2 separate regions of the Arabidopsis thaliana genome follow, and region 1 is linked to region 2. The links are chromatin contacts, called in public targeted proximity ligation maps. All regions are on one chromosome and are shown on one strand. The core of a region is the stretch at or near the end of the contact, and the rest is flanking DNA. Distances in the headings are between cores, read along the strand shown. Region 1 holds the start of MCCB (3-methylcrotonyl-CoA carboxylase). Region 2 holds the start of AT4G33945 (ARM repeat superfamily protein).

Evidence for each region.
Region 1: a contact with region 2 is called in a targeted proximity ligation map of shoot, with 10 read pairs. A contact is called at or near these places in 3 of 26 Hi-C or Micro-C datasets (callus, leaf and root) and 1 of 2 datasets of targeted methods (shoot).

What each region holds. Positions count from the first base shown.
Region 1 is chr4:16,296,682-16,302,499 of TAIR10.1, forward strand. MCCB (3-methylcrotonyl-CoA carboxylase) reads left to right here and starts at 4,346. Exons shown (of 10, transcript NM_119564.5): 1 at 4,346-4,859; 2 at 4,941-5,060; 3 at 5,225-5,659; 4 at 5,758-5,818. The coding sequence starts at 4,617. It overlaps DJ1C (Class I glutamine amidotransferase-like superfamily protein), which reads right to left and starts at 4,318. Exons shown (of 8, transcript NM_119563.5): 1 at 3,962-4,318; 2 at 3,669-3,869; 3 at 3,407-3,556; 4 at 3,138-3,317; 5 at 2,957-3,034; 6 at 2,528-2,728; 7 at 2,167-2,304; 8 at 1,581-2,087. The coding sequence starts at 4,216. The coding sequence ends at 1,872. It overlaps ABF3 (abscisic acid responsive elements-binding factor 3), which reads left to right. Exons shown (of 5, transcript NM_001342246.1): 1 at 1-214; 2 at 367-660; 3 at 746-817; 4 at 909-938; 5 at 1,210-1,604. The coding sequence ends at 1,290.
Region 2 is chr4:16,265,117-16,270,838 of TAIR10.1, forward strand. AT4G33945 (ARM repeat superfamily protein) reads left to right here and starts at 2,768. Exons shown (of 8, transcript NM_119555.4): 1 at 2,768-3,138; 2 at 3,237-3,548; 3 at 3,629-3,912; 4 at 4,086-4,214; 5 at 4,301-4,423; 6 at 4,676-4,783; 7 at 5,002-5,180; 8 at 5,275-5,722. The coding sequence starts at 3,003. The coding sequence ends at 5,398. AT4G33940 (RING/U-box superfamily protein) reads left to right here and starts at 903. Exons shown (of 5, transcript NM_119554.4): 1 at 903-1,251; 2 at 1,546-1,742; 3 at 1,869-1,967; 4 at 2,177-2,228; 5 at 2,339-2,768. The coding sequence starts at 969. The coding sequence ends at 2,496. It overlaps AT4G33930 (Cupredoxin superfamily protein), which reads right to left and starts at 304. Exons shown (of 1, transcript NM_119553.2): 1 at 1-304. The coding sequence starts at 304.

The sequences.
Region 1 (5,818 bases), core at 3,096-5,595, 33 kb after region 2:
TTTGTCAGGAAATGGAGTAGCGGTGAGACAGGATCTGCTGACTGCTCAAACTCAGCCACTACAGATGCAGCAGCCACAGATGGTGCAGCAGCCACAGATGGTGCAGCAGCCGCAACAACTGATACAGACGCAGGAGAGGCCTTTTCCCAAACAGACCACTATAGCATTTTCCAACACTGTTGATGTGGTTAACCGTTCTCAACCTGCAACACAGGTGACTAAAGAACCTAAGCTACTACATTTTGTAGGAAATACAATCATCTGAAAAATATTAGACGTAGCCTTCATGTTTTAAGATAAGCTGGTTTTGGATATGCATGTATGTTTCAGTTATCTGAGCATGACTTGTTTTTACTTTTTTCGCAGTGCCAGGAAGTGAAGCCTTCAATACTTGGAATTCATAACCATCCTATGAACAACAATCTACTGCAAGCTGTCGATTTTAAAACAGGAGTAACGGTTGCAGCAGTATCTCCTGGAAGCCAGATGTCACCTGATCTGACTCCAAAGAGCGCCCTGGATGCATCTTTGTCCCCTGTTCCTTACATGTTTGGGCGAGTGAGAAAAACAGGTGCAGTTCTGGAGAAAGTGATTGAGAGAAGGCAAAAAAGGATGATAAAGAATAGGGAATCAGCTGCAAGATCCCGCGCTCGCAAGCAAGTGAGTGTTTGTTTAAATTTTGGAGATTAAAGAAACCTTAAAACTGTGACCATGTTATTTACTTTTTCACTTTCTTGCTTGACAGGCTTATACGATGGAACTGGAAGCAGAAATTGCGCAACTCAAAGAATTGAATGAAGAGTTGCAGAAGAAACAAGTGTGTCTCGCTTCTTCCCTATCACAATTAAGAATCTCGAGATTTTCATATTTTCTTGAGGTTGTATTCACTGACCAAATGTTTCATGCAGGTTGAAATCATGGAAAAGCAGAAAAATCAGGTACTGTCTTGATTTGAATATCCTCTATGGTTGTTGGCTAGGCTTTTAACTCTCACTCATAATGAATTACACTTTTGGACAGTATTCTAAGCTTTTGAGTAGAATAGTGTAAGCTATACCATGAAGTGAGACATATCATCACATTTTTGATTTCCCACTCTGCATAAAGTATTTAAGATTTGTGAATATGTTGCAATGCCAATTTGGATATTTCATGAGACTAATCTGACGAGCATGGATTTAACGGAAGTTGGCTCATTTGTTGTTGCAGCTTCTGGAGCCTCTGCGCCAGCCATGGGGAATGGGATGCAAAAGGCAATGCTTGCGAAGGACATTGACGGGTCCCTGGTAGAGCTTATAATGGCGTCTAAGGAACCCAACAAAGCGCCGAAGTTATAGAACAACTCAGAAGATAGAAAGCTAGCTTTGTACGTAGTTTAGGCAGGTTCTGTGGGTGATTGTAAATCTTGAAGTGTGGCGGATTTGACAGAGATAGATAAACACATATCTGTTCTATTTTCCTAAATCTTTTGGTTTTATCTTCCTGATGTAATGGATCTTTATCATTTGTCTTGAACATCTTTGTGACTTAACCAGAGTGAATTTATCTTGTATCTTGTCTGCAATTTTTTCTTTAGCTCATTTGGGCCCAAGTCAACACCTTTATTATAGAAGAGAGTAAACATCAAGTTTAGCATCAACATCTGGTAATCCAACTGGGCGTACAAAATTAGATACACATACTAAATTGGCAAAATTCTTGCAGATAGCATCCCGCTTCAGGATAAGGTGCATCAACGTTGAACAGATGATACTTGTGAAAAGTCTCTGGAGTTGAGGTGGTTTGATACCATCGGACCGTTATACTTCGGTTTAAGATCAGTAATGAGACATCTTCTAACTGTGTTTCTTGAACAAGATGCTTTCAAACGGTTACTGCCTTGGATACTCATGCACAAGCCCTTCTGAAACACTCCTTGCTCTAGCATGTCCGAACAGCTTGCTAACAATAGCCAGGGAAAATTTGGTAACAGTTGCGAGCCCCAAACTTGTAATCACGTTTCCATCTATAACAACTTCGGCTCCTTCGATCATTTGTTGATTCATAGGCTCGTCTGACTCTGAAGGATACACAGTCGTTCTCTTCTCCTAAAATAGGATTCCAATTGTTTATGGCGTTTGTCCATGTATATGACAAAGAAAAGAACAATAGTTGTCTTCACCTTACCTTGAGTAAACCATGTTTATGCAAAACGGTAGATGAAGAGTTGGTAGCTCCATATATTCGCCCAGATTCATGTTGTTCCCTGAGCAGTTTCTTGAGAATTTTGGACTTCTGCAGACGTTCTGAGCCAGTATGGCCTCCCTTGGGAATTTCCATCAAAGAAAAGAAATCATATTACTCACCATGGAACAACCAACAGTTGTAGTTTGTCTAAAAGCTTTTCCTAAGCGCATTGATTTGACATGGCATATAAGTTATACTGAAACATGTACATAGCAAGATTTATTTAAGAAGAAGTAAACTAGCGAAATGGTATGAGTTTATTATGAGACTAGGACATGCAGGGTTTTGCTTAAAGCCTTACCGGAAGAATGATTAGATCATATGATGACTCAGCAGCTTCACCAATCAATTTGTCAGTGATAATTTTGGTGCCTTGGAATGCCGTAATCCGCAAAGATCGTTCAACTGATGAAACCGTGACATCTACTTTGGCTCTTCTAAGAACATCTGCAATTGAGACCAGTTCAACCGCTTCAGACCCGTTGGCTACCGGGATAAGAACCTGGATTTAGATGCATCATTAAAACAAGTTTCTCAGCTTTCAAACTAAAATGAAATGTTCTTAGAATCAGCTAACTTTTTCATCTTTCAAAACTAACTGAGCGTGAAAGGAGAAGGAATGGATAAAAGAAAAAACTCCATAGGTATAGAAGATAAAACCAAGATCAGTTCTCATCATATATCATGAGATTACATGGAAATGCATTGATCATAGCTTCATGCGACTTACACGAGGTGTGTGGTCTAAAGACCAGTCAATGCTATTGAACTCTTTGTTCTTAGGATTCTGGTAACCATCACGCAGAAGCTGGAGAAATGATTGGAAAAGAAGACTATGAGAAGATTGTTGCATATCGAGAAGGATAAAGAAAAGCATGATCCAGAAAAGTATAAGTGAATAGGATATAGACCAGAAACTCTTCAATTGACTTGGCTGTGGTTTCTCCGAAGAGCTGCTCCGCCAAGGAAAGAGCAAACTGGAAAGAAGTGCCGGGTCCACGGCTAGTTGTAAGCTCCCCTGAAATCTGAATGTTTGTCTTAACAGCCCAGAATGTAGGAAGCTTCCCGAAAAAAGCAGGATGTCCCGTTGTCTTGCACGATGAACTACACCAAGTTTAGAAATCAAAACATGAAGAGAAAAGATTAGTTACTAGATGACATCAAAGATTTTGATTTATACCCTCTTTCTTGTCAAAAGTCCCCATGGAAGAAGAGTAATAGCTGGAGCCATGGATATAGCCCCGTATAACCGCTTATCTTCAGCTTGTCTCTTCATGATCTTCTCGAGAATTTCACAGTCTCTTAACCTAACAGCACCAGGCATGCCTCCCTTCACAATTTGTATTTCCAGACCATCCAGAAACAAATACACAAAACCATTAAAGTAAAGCTCAAAGACTGTCCTCACTTATAGTTTATGAATCAGCAAAAGAGGAACTTACCGGCAAAGCAACTAAATCATAAACTTGATCAGCACATTTCGAGATAAGAACATCAGCAAGCAATCTGGTCCCTGAGGATCCTTCAACCTCTAGCTTCTGCTCCACAGAAGCAACAGTAACATCAGCACCAGCTCGCCGTAAAACATCAACTAACACAACAGCTTCTATTTCCTCCGTCCCATATCCAATTGGAACAAGCACCTACATAGTTTCTCAGTTATCTCCAATCTCAATCTCTCTACACAAACAAGCTGGACAATTTTAGTTATAGATAACAAGAAAAAAGGAGAAACCTTTTTAGTAGTTGCAGAAGACCCGACGCCAACATCGGAATCTAGCGTTGTTACCATACCCGGAGACATGGAAGATCTAAGCTTTAAAGTTCGGTCCCTCCTTGTTGTCCCTAGTGAAGAAGAAACTACAGAGACTGAAGAAAAACTAGGAGCAACAGTCATCGAGACACAACCCATCGAAGAGATAAGCCTTGACTCCATCAAAGTTGGACTCAGCGAAGCTATCATTGAAATCGAATATCCTAAAGACCCCATTGACGATAGCTAATGCAGCAGTCTGATAATCCCGCCGCTAGACGGAGAGTGAGTTGCGTCTTATCTACTAGTATACACTTCTTGAAGAAAGCTAAAAACGTCGTCGTATCGTTGTCTTATTGCTTGATTGGATAAAGCTTCAATTTTTTCCTCCAATTTTTGTCGAAAATGTAACATTTTTTTTGCTTTCCACTGTGAGATTGTCACACACGATTCTCTAAAGAAATGAGACGAATTTTGAAAACGATTTATAAAAATAGTATTTTTGTTTCCTTGAGCTTATCTCCTCTTTTCTCTTTGGTTTGAGATATGAATTACAGACAATCAAGTAGTCAGTCACAACAGTGTGTATAAATATGTCTTTTAAGTGAAATCGGTTTCGAGAGACAGTGAGACGAAAATGTTAAGGATTTTGGGGAGAAGAGTTGTTTCAGCTTCGAAAGAGCTTACTAGTATTCAACAATGGCGGATCCGACCAGGAACCGATTCTCGTCCCGATCCTTTTCGAACTTTCCGGGGACTACAAAAGGGTTTCTGCGTGGGCATTTTACCGGACGGAGTCGACAGAAATTCGGAGGCTTTTTCTAGCAATTCGATCGCCATGGAAGGGATCTTATCGGAGCTTCGTTCCCATATCAAAAAGGTAAAGCCATCTCATTTATCGATTGATGTCTTAATTGTTTGCAGATGAATGATATAAGTGTATCTCGGTGGAGATTTGTAGGTATTGGCCGGAGGTGGAGAGGAAGCGGTTAAGAGGAACAGAAGCAGAAACAAGCTTTTGCCTAGAGAAAGGATTGATCGGCTACTTGATCCTGGTTCTTCCTTTTTGGAGCTCTCTCAGGTTTTGTTTTGTTTCTTTGTTTGGATTTAATGCACATTTGCAATCTAGAGTTTATTGTTGATTAGTACTTGCATAAGTTAGGAAAACAAAAGAAGATTAGGGAATTGGCATTGATTAAAAACTTGTTTGATGTTGCTGCTTACTGGATATGAATATGTTTGCAGCTTGCAGGACATGAATTGTATGAGGAGCCTTTGCCTTCAGGTGGGATAATCACAGGGATAGGACCAATCCATGGACGTATTTGTATGTTTATGGCAAATGATCCTACAGTTAAAGGAGGGACGTATTATCCCATTACTATCAAGAAACATCTCAGAGCACAAGAGATTGCTGCTCGGTGCAGACTTCCTTGCATATATCTTGTTGATAGTGGTGGTGCTTACCTTCCAAAACAGGCTGAGGTTTTCCCTGACAAGGAGAATTTTGGTAGGGTTTTCTACAACGAATCGGTTATGTCATCTGATGGAATTCCACAAATCGCCATTGTTTTAGGCTCCTGCACTGCTGGTGGTGCCTACATTCCTGCCATGGCTGATGAAAGTGTAATGGTCAAAGGGAATGGTACCATATTTTTAGCAGGACCGCCACTTGTCAAGGTCAATTTTCTCAAGTTACTTTCTCTCTCTCTCTCTCTCGTTCTAGTCTTAAGTAGTTTCTTGAGAATCTAACGCTAAATGAAAAAGCTTTTGAACAGGCTGCTACAGGAGAAGAAGTTTCAGCTGAGGATTTAGGAGGCGCCACTGTTCACTGTACTG
Region 2 (5,722 bases), core at 1,518-4,017:
TGTGTGTAGAACCAGTGCCGCTTGAATGGTTTGAGCCAGAGCTGCTTCCCCAACCCCAGTTTGTATCTGTTCCGTCGGAGCTCCATCCCCAACCCCAGCTTGAACCACCCGAGTTGGAGTCTGAACCACCTGAACCCGAGCCAGAAGAACCGCCAGAGTTGCCGGATCTCCATCCCCAACCCCCGTTCGAACCGGACTGGCCAGAACCCCAACTCCAGCTCCATGCTTCAGCACTCCCGGAGAACACGAACGCAGTAACCATGAGGACGACGAGTAACTTACGTCCACAATAAAGAACCATCATCGTGTCTTCTTCTTCGTTTTTTTTCTCTCTCTTTTTTTTTTATGGCTTTTGTGAGCTCTTCAGAGTTTAGAGTTTCGGTATTTATAGAGTAATGAGAGTCGGTTCCCATTATTTAGTGAATATAATTTTATTTGTTTTTTTAGTAACAGTAATAGGATTTTTTTCTTTTTCTTGGATCAAATAGTAATAGGATTTTAAAAGTGGATAAATCTAGCTTTAGTTATTATTGTTTGAATTTTGATGAGTCTTTTTTTTTTTTTTTTTTGCATATACGATTAACATTGCTTAAGGATATTGTATATATCTTTAACACACAAAAAAAAAGATATAGTATACATAGTTTTGTTTGATATTCTTTTTATTTTCGCACAAAAAAAAAAAAAAAATCTTATTTATACTATAATGAATCTAAACATCTGTCCACCTTTAATCCAAGTACCTCTCCCAACTACTGCGACTAAATGACCCATTTGCCTAAATGTAGTCCTTTACCTTACTGAAAATAGCGAGGACAAATCAGTCATTCACCGCCCTAAAACACGCTTTGACATGTATTTATCCATTTACTGTTATTTTATCTGTAAGAAATCCAAATAAACTCATTTCTGTAAATTAGGAAACTTCTGAGAAAGTGACGAAAGCGAAGAAGGTTTCGGAAGTAAATATGTCTTCCTTGGGGAGCAGCAAATCCCTGAGGGATGAGATGGAGGTAACAACCGCCGATGTTTTTCCGGAGGTTAACGCCGCCGCTGTGACGGAAAATCTTGATCGGAACGAGCTTGTGCTTGCTGACGGAGTCGTGTCGGCTGAGGAAAGGAATATTGAGCCAGACAATCGTGGAGAGAGGAAGATAGAGAGCGAGTCGCCTCCAGAGGATGATGTTTGCCCGATCTGTTTCGGCTCCTTTACGGTTCCGTGTCGTGGAAATTGTGGTCATTGGTATTGCGGTTAGTCTTTTCATCTTTCTTCTTCTTCTTGATTCTCTTGAGCCATTTCATCTACATTGAAGTATCAAGCTTGTGTCTTTTTGGGATATTTCTGTTCGTCAGAGGTAAATTTGGAGAATTGTTTGGGTTGGAATTGGTTTAGGGTTCCTTTTGGTAGCCAAGAATGATTTATCACAACTGATTAACTTTTGAAAGTGTTGATTTTTAAACCATGCTCTGTTACTATGGAGTGTTGTTTGCAATGTCATAAAAAGATCTGAAAGTTTCTTAAACCGGTTGCTGATTTTGTTACAGGAAATTGCATCTTGCAGTACTGGAACTATGCTGCAATATCTAGGCCTTGCAAGTGTCCCATGTGTGTTAGGCACATCACGAAGCTGTCACCAGAACCATCTTTGCAAGAGCGTCAGGAGCAAGAGGTGAAGGAGGTTCTTGATAAAGTCCGTAGGTATAACCGTCTCTTTGTTGGAGGTCTAACTGGCTTTGTTCAGGTACGGTCTTTTTGATTCATGATTTTGTTTTGCTTCTCTTTACTGTTTCATGCATTTCTTATCTATGTATATACTTATTTCTCCTTTTTATGACTTGGCAAAACCACCATCTTTCGAATAATTCAGAAGGTGCATGAGCTTCCGTTTCTAGTGAAGAGAATGGTGTGGCATATGATGGATACAGATGTGAACAATCTGTATTTTCACGAAGTGCGCATCTTTGCAGTTAAGAACATCTTACCCTGAAATTTACATTTCATAGTTTAGTGTTTAGTTATATCTCTACCCACTTATTCTTGTTGTCATTTGTTGTCTGTACTAATGGCCAAGCAAGACAATCTTTGTAATCATCATAGGAGCAACTAGTTTGTATTTATTCTTGTTTTTAAAGGCCATTGAAAGATGAGAAACTAAGTTTCTGTCGGTGTTTGCAGATGTTCATGAGTACCCTTTACACTGCCGCAGAGTTTAACTTCATTCCAACGGGTAAGTTGCCTCACAAATCAAAAACCAGCAATGAAGGGTTAAACAATCTCAATGTGGTGTGTTTAAGGCTTTTAAGCTTTCCAAGATTGATTTTGCCCTCTTTTGTACAGGCGGGTTCAGAATAGTGACAGTTTTTGACTACGCTGCGATTGCTATGATCCTGATTCTACGCTTAGTAGGGATATATCGGAGGAGACGCCTAGCTCAGCAGGTTAGACATCTAGCAGCTGCAGCAATTGAGCCGGAATTAGAGCAAAGGGAATTGTAACAGACACGTGAATCTATTAAGTCTTGTGCAGTTTGATCCTTGTGGATAAGTTTGGTAGTAGATCATAGAAACCTCGAGAGTCGTGTGCAGTTTTACAGACAATGATATTGCAGACTTTAAAAGTATATACATATCTCCTTTTCTAACAGTGGAAATAAAATATTGATTGGAAAAGATCTCTCTGGAAAAGGATCTTAATCTTTGATTAGATGATCAAAGGGTTGAACAAATGTTCGAAGAGTAGAAGTGGATATTCTAAAAGACGAGTGATGAGTGATTTAAAGATTCAAAAATTTCATAATTATCTGAAATAAAATGATGGTAGAAGAAAGAAACAGTGCCTGTGGTCTCGAAACAGTGAAACGACATCGTTTTAATTTCAAAAAGACACCGTTTCTGTTTTAATTAATTGCTTTCAAATCAGTAGAAGAAGAAACATCGATTGAGCTTTCTACTTGAAAACCATCTTTTCCGATCTATCGAATCGGAGCGGCGAAGGAAGGAGAATGGGTGTCCGTACAATATCTCAGGAGGCATTCGACGATCTGGTTAGGGAAAATGTTGAAGATCTTGGTATGGATCCCTCCGAAGCTCTCGAAGACGCTCTCTACACTCTCAAGCTCCAAGGCGTCGATCTCTTTGGTCCGTTTACATTCTCTCCTCTCTTTTTACTTTCTCCAGAAATTGGCCTTCCTCTCGAACTGGCGTTAGTTCAATTTGTGTGTTTGTTTATGGTACAGGGATCATTACATGTGTTCCTGGAGAAAGTAGCGTTAAGGACAATCCGGTGATTGCTTGTTTAGATAGACTAAAAGAATTCGACAGTGTTTCAATAGACGGACCTCTTCGAGATGAGGTTTTCGATGAGATATCGAGTTTGTTCAAGAATCTCAATGAGCTTTGTAGCAGCCAAGAATCAGGGAACGCTGCAATTGCGACAAAACATGGTGCTGTGGATTTAACTTGCTCGATTTGTTCCAAAATCAAGATATCTACTAGAAGTAATCGTGTTCTTGTTCCTTGCTTTAAGGCTTTGGCTGTGTTGATCCGTGGTATGACTTCTGTTCTTGAATTAGTCGTTCTTGTGTGTTTTAACTTTGATTTGTGTTGATCATGTGTTATTCAATTGCAGACATTCAGAGCACAGAGAGATTCAGGAATTGTACTGGACCAAATATCGTTGTTGATCTCTTAAATGATTCCAGCTCCGATTCTGATTTGTTAGATGCTGGTTTTGCGGTTGTTGCTGCTGCAGCAACTGGTAATGAAGTTGTGAAACAGTTATTCATGGAACTGAAAATCGATGAACTTATTCTGCAAGTGTTGAATAGAGAGAGTAAAACTACCATTAGAGCTCTGTACGATGCTATTTGTGCTCTTTTGACTCCAGATGACTTCCGTGTTGTTGCTTCCCAAGTAAGTATGGTTACATTCGTTTGGTATATGCCACTTTTGACTGCGGGAATGAAATTAAGGGAAAACAGCTATATAGCACTTAGCAAACATTTATAATCGTTGTTTTTTGTGCTTATTCATGGACATGCTTTGAGAATTCAAATCCACTAGACTTTTGCTTCCATGTGTTTCAGGTTTATGGTTATGCACGAACTTTTGCCAAATTAGGGATTGCGACAGCCCTCACTGAAGCATTACAGGCAGGGATTGGCTCTGATAGTTTGGTGTCAGCAAGTACTGCGTTAAAAGCAATTGCTGTCAATGTAAGTCTCCTAGTTGAAATCTCTGTGTGATAACATTTATCTGGTTAGGTTCTTGCAAGTTCTTCATCTGGTTTTGCTGTAAACAGGATGAAATATGTAAATCTATTGCTGAATCCGGTGGAATAGATACACTTCTTCGGTGTATTGATGATAGCGGTGAGCAAGGCAACAAAACTGCTGCTAAGACATGTTGTTCCCTGTTGTCTAAGGTGAGTAGCTTCTAATATGCCCTGCAGGCTGCCTCTGTTGTCTTCATTGCCTTTGGTTATTCAAAATCCTTCTTTAAAACTCAGGCTTTCAAGTATTTTCCGCACCATATTAAGGAGTAGCTTATGTTCATGTGCTTCTAATAAATGCATGTTCTCAAATTTTAAGCTTTTCCAAAGCCTATTACTGATTTAGATTAGCATTGTAACCACGCATGATAAATGTTTATCTAAAATTTGTATTTTGATCTCTAGTTGGCAGGAAGTGACTCTAACAAGAGTACCATAGTTGAGAAGCAAGGTCTGGACAAGCTAATCACACTCGCACTACGATTCTCTGATGATCCTCTAGTCATACAAGAGGTAAGTATATAAACCAAACGAAAACCCTCTTATGACACTATGTCCCATGCGCAATTTTAAATCTTCCTGTCTAGAGAAGATACTTGTGACTACAGGTCACGTCTTTGGCAGTTTTCCACTAGATAGAACGTAATGTCGTGTGAAGAATGTTTCTTGTAGCATTAGGGTCTGAGTGCATAATCCTTGTGGTTGATCCAAGATATACTTGATTGGTTCAGGTGATGTTGATAATCTCTATAATCTGTCTGAGATCACCAGACCACGCAGCCAAGGCTATAGAAGCTGGAGCTGGTGATCTAGCGGTCCAAGCAATGAAGAGGTTCCCAGTAGCTGCTCAAATGCAGAGAAACGCTTGCAACATGATACGGAACATTGCTGTCAGAAGTGCAGAGAACAGGTTTTTGCTCTGTTTCCAATTCTTGTCATCCAACAATATGCACATATCGCAAACTCTTTTATAATATCAAGTTCTGTCTGCATGCACACTACAGAACTATTCTGCTTGCTAATGGAATCGAGAAGCTGATAAGAACTGCTAAAGCCAACAATGAGACATGCAGAGCCGCTGCAACTGATGCACTGAGAGACCTTGGCCTTGATAACTACAATAACTAAGGTCAATCTTTCTCCATTGGTTGGTACTCGCAACAACCGGAATGAATCCAGTTTTTTTTTTCAAAAATTTCATAAACAGTTTGCATTGAGTTCTCTCTTTTGGGTAGAAGGCATTCCGATCTAGTCTTTTTTGCAACGATTGCTTTTGTTCGAATGCTTGAACATGTAGTAAAATTGAAAGGAATTGATTGAAAATTTCGGTGAAAGGTACTCTAAATAGTAAAAAAGTAAATAGAGAAACAGAGGCTTCACAATGAGAAATTTTCATTCATTCACTAAAATCATTCGTTTAGTCAATGAATTTCCTTTATTTAGAAGAAATCG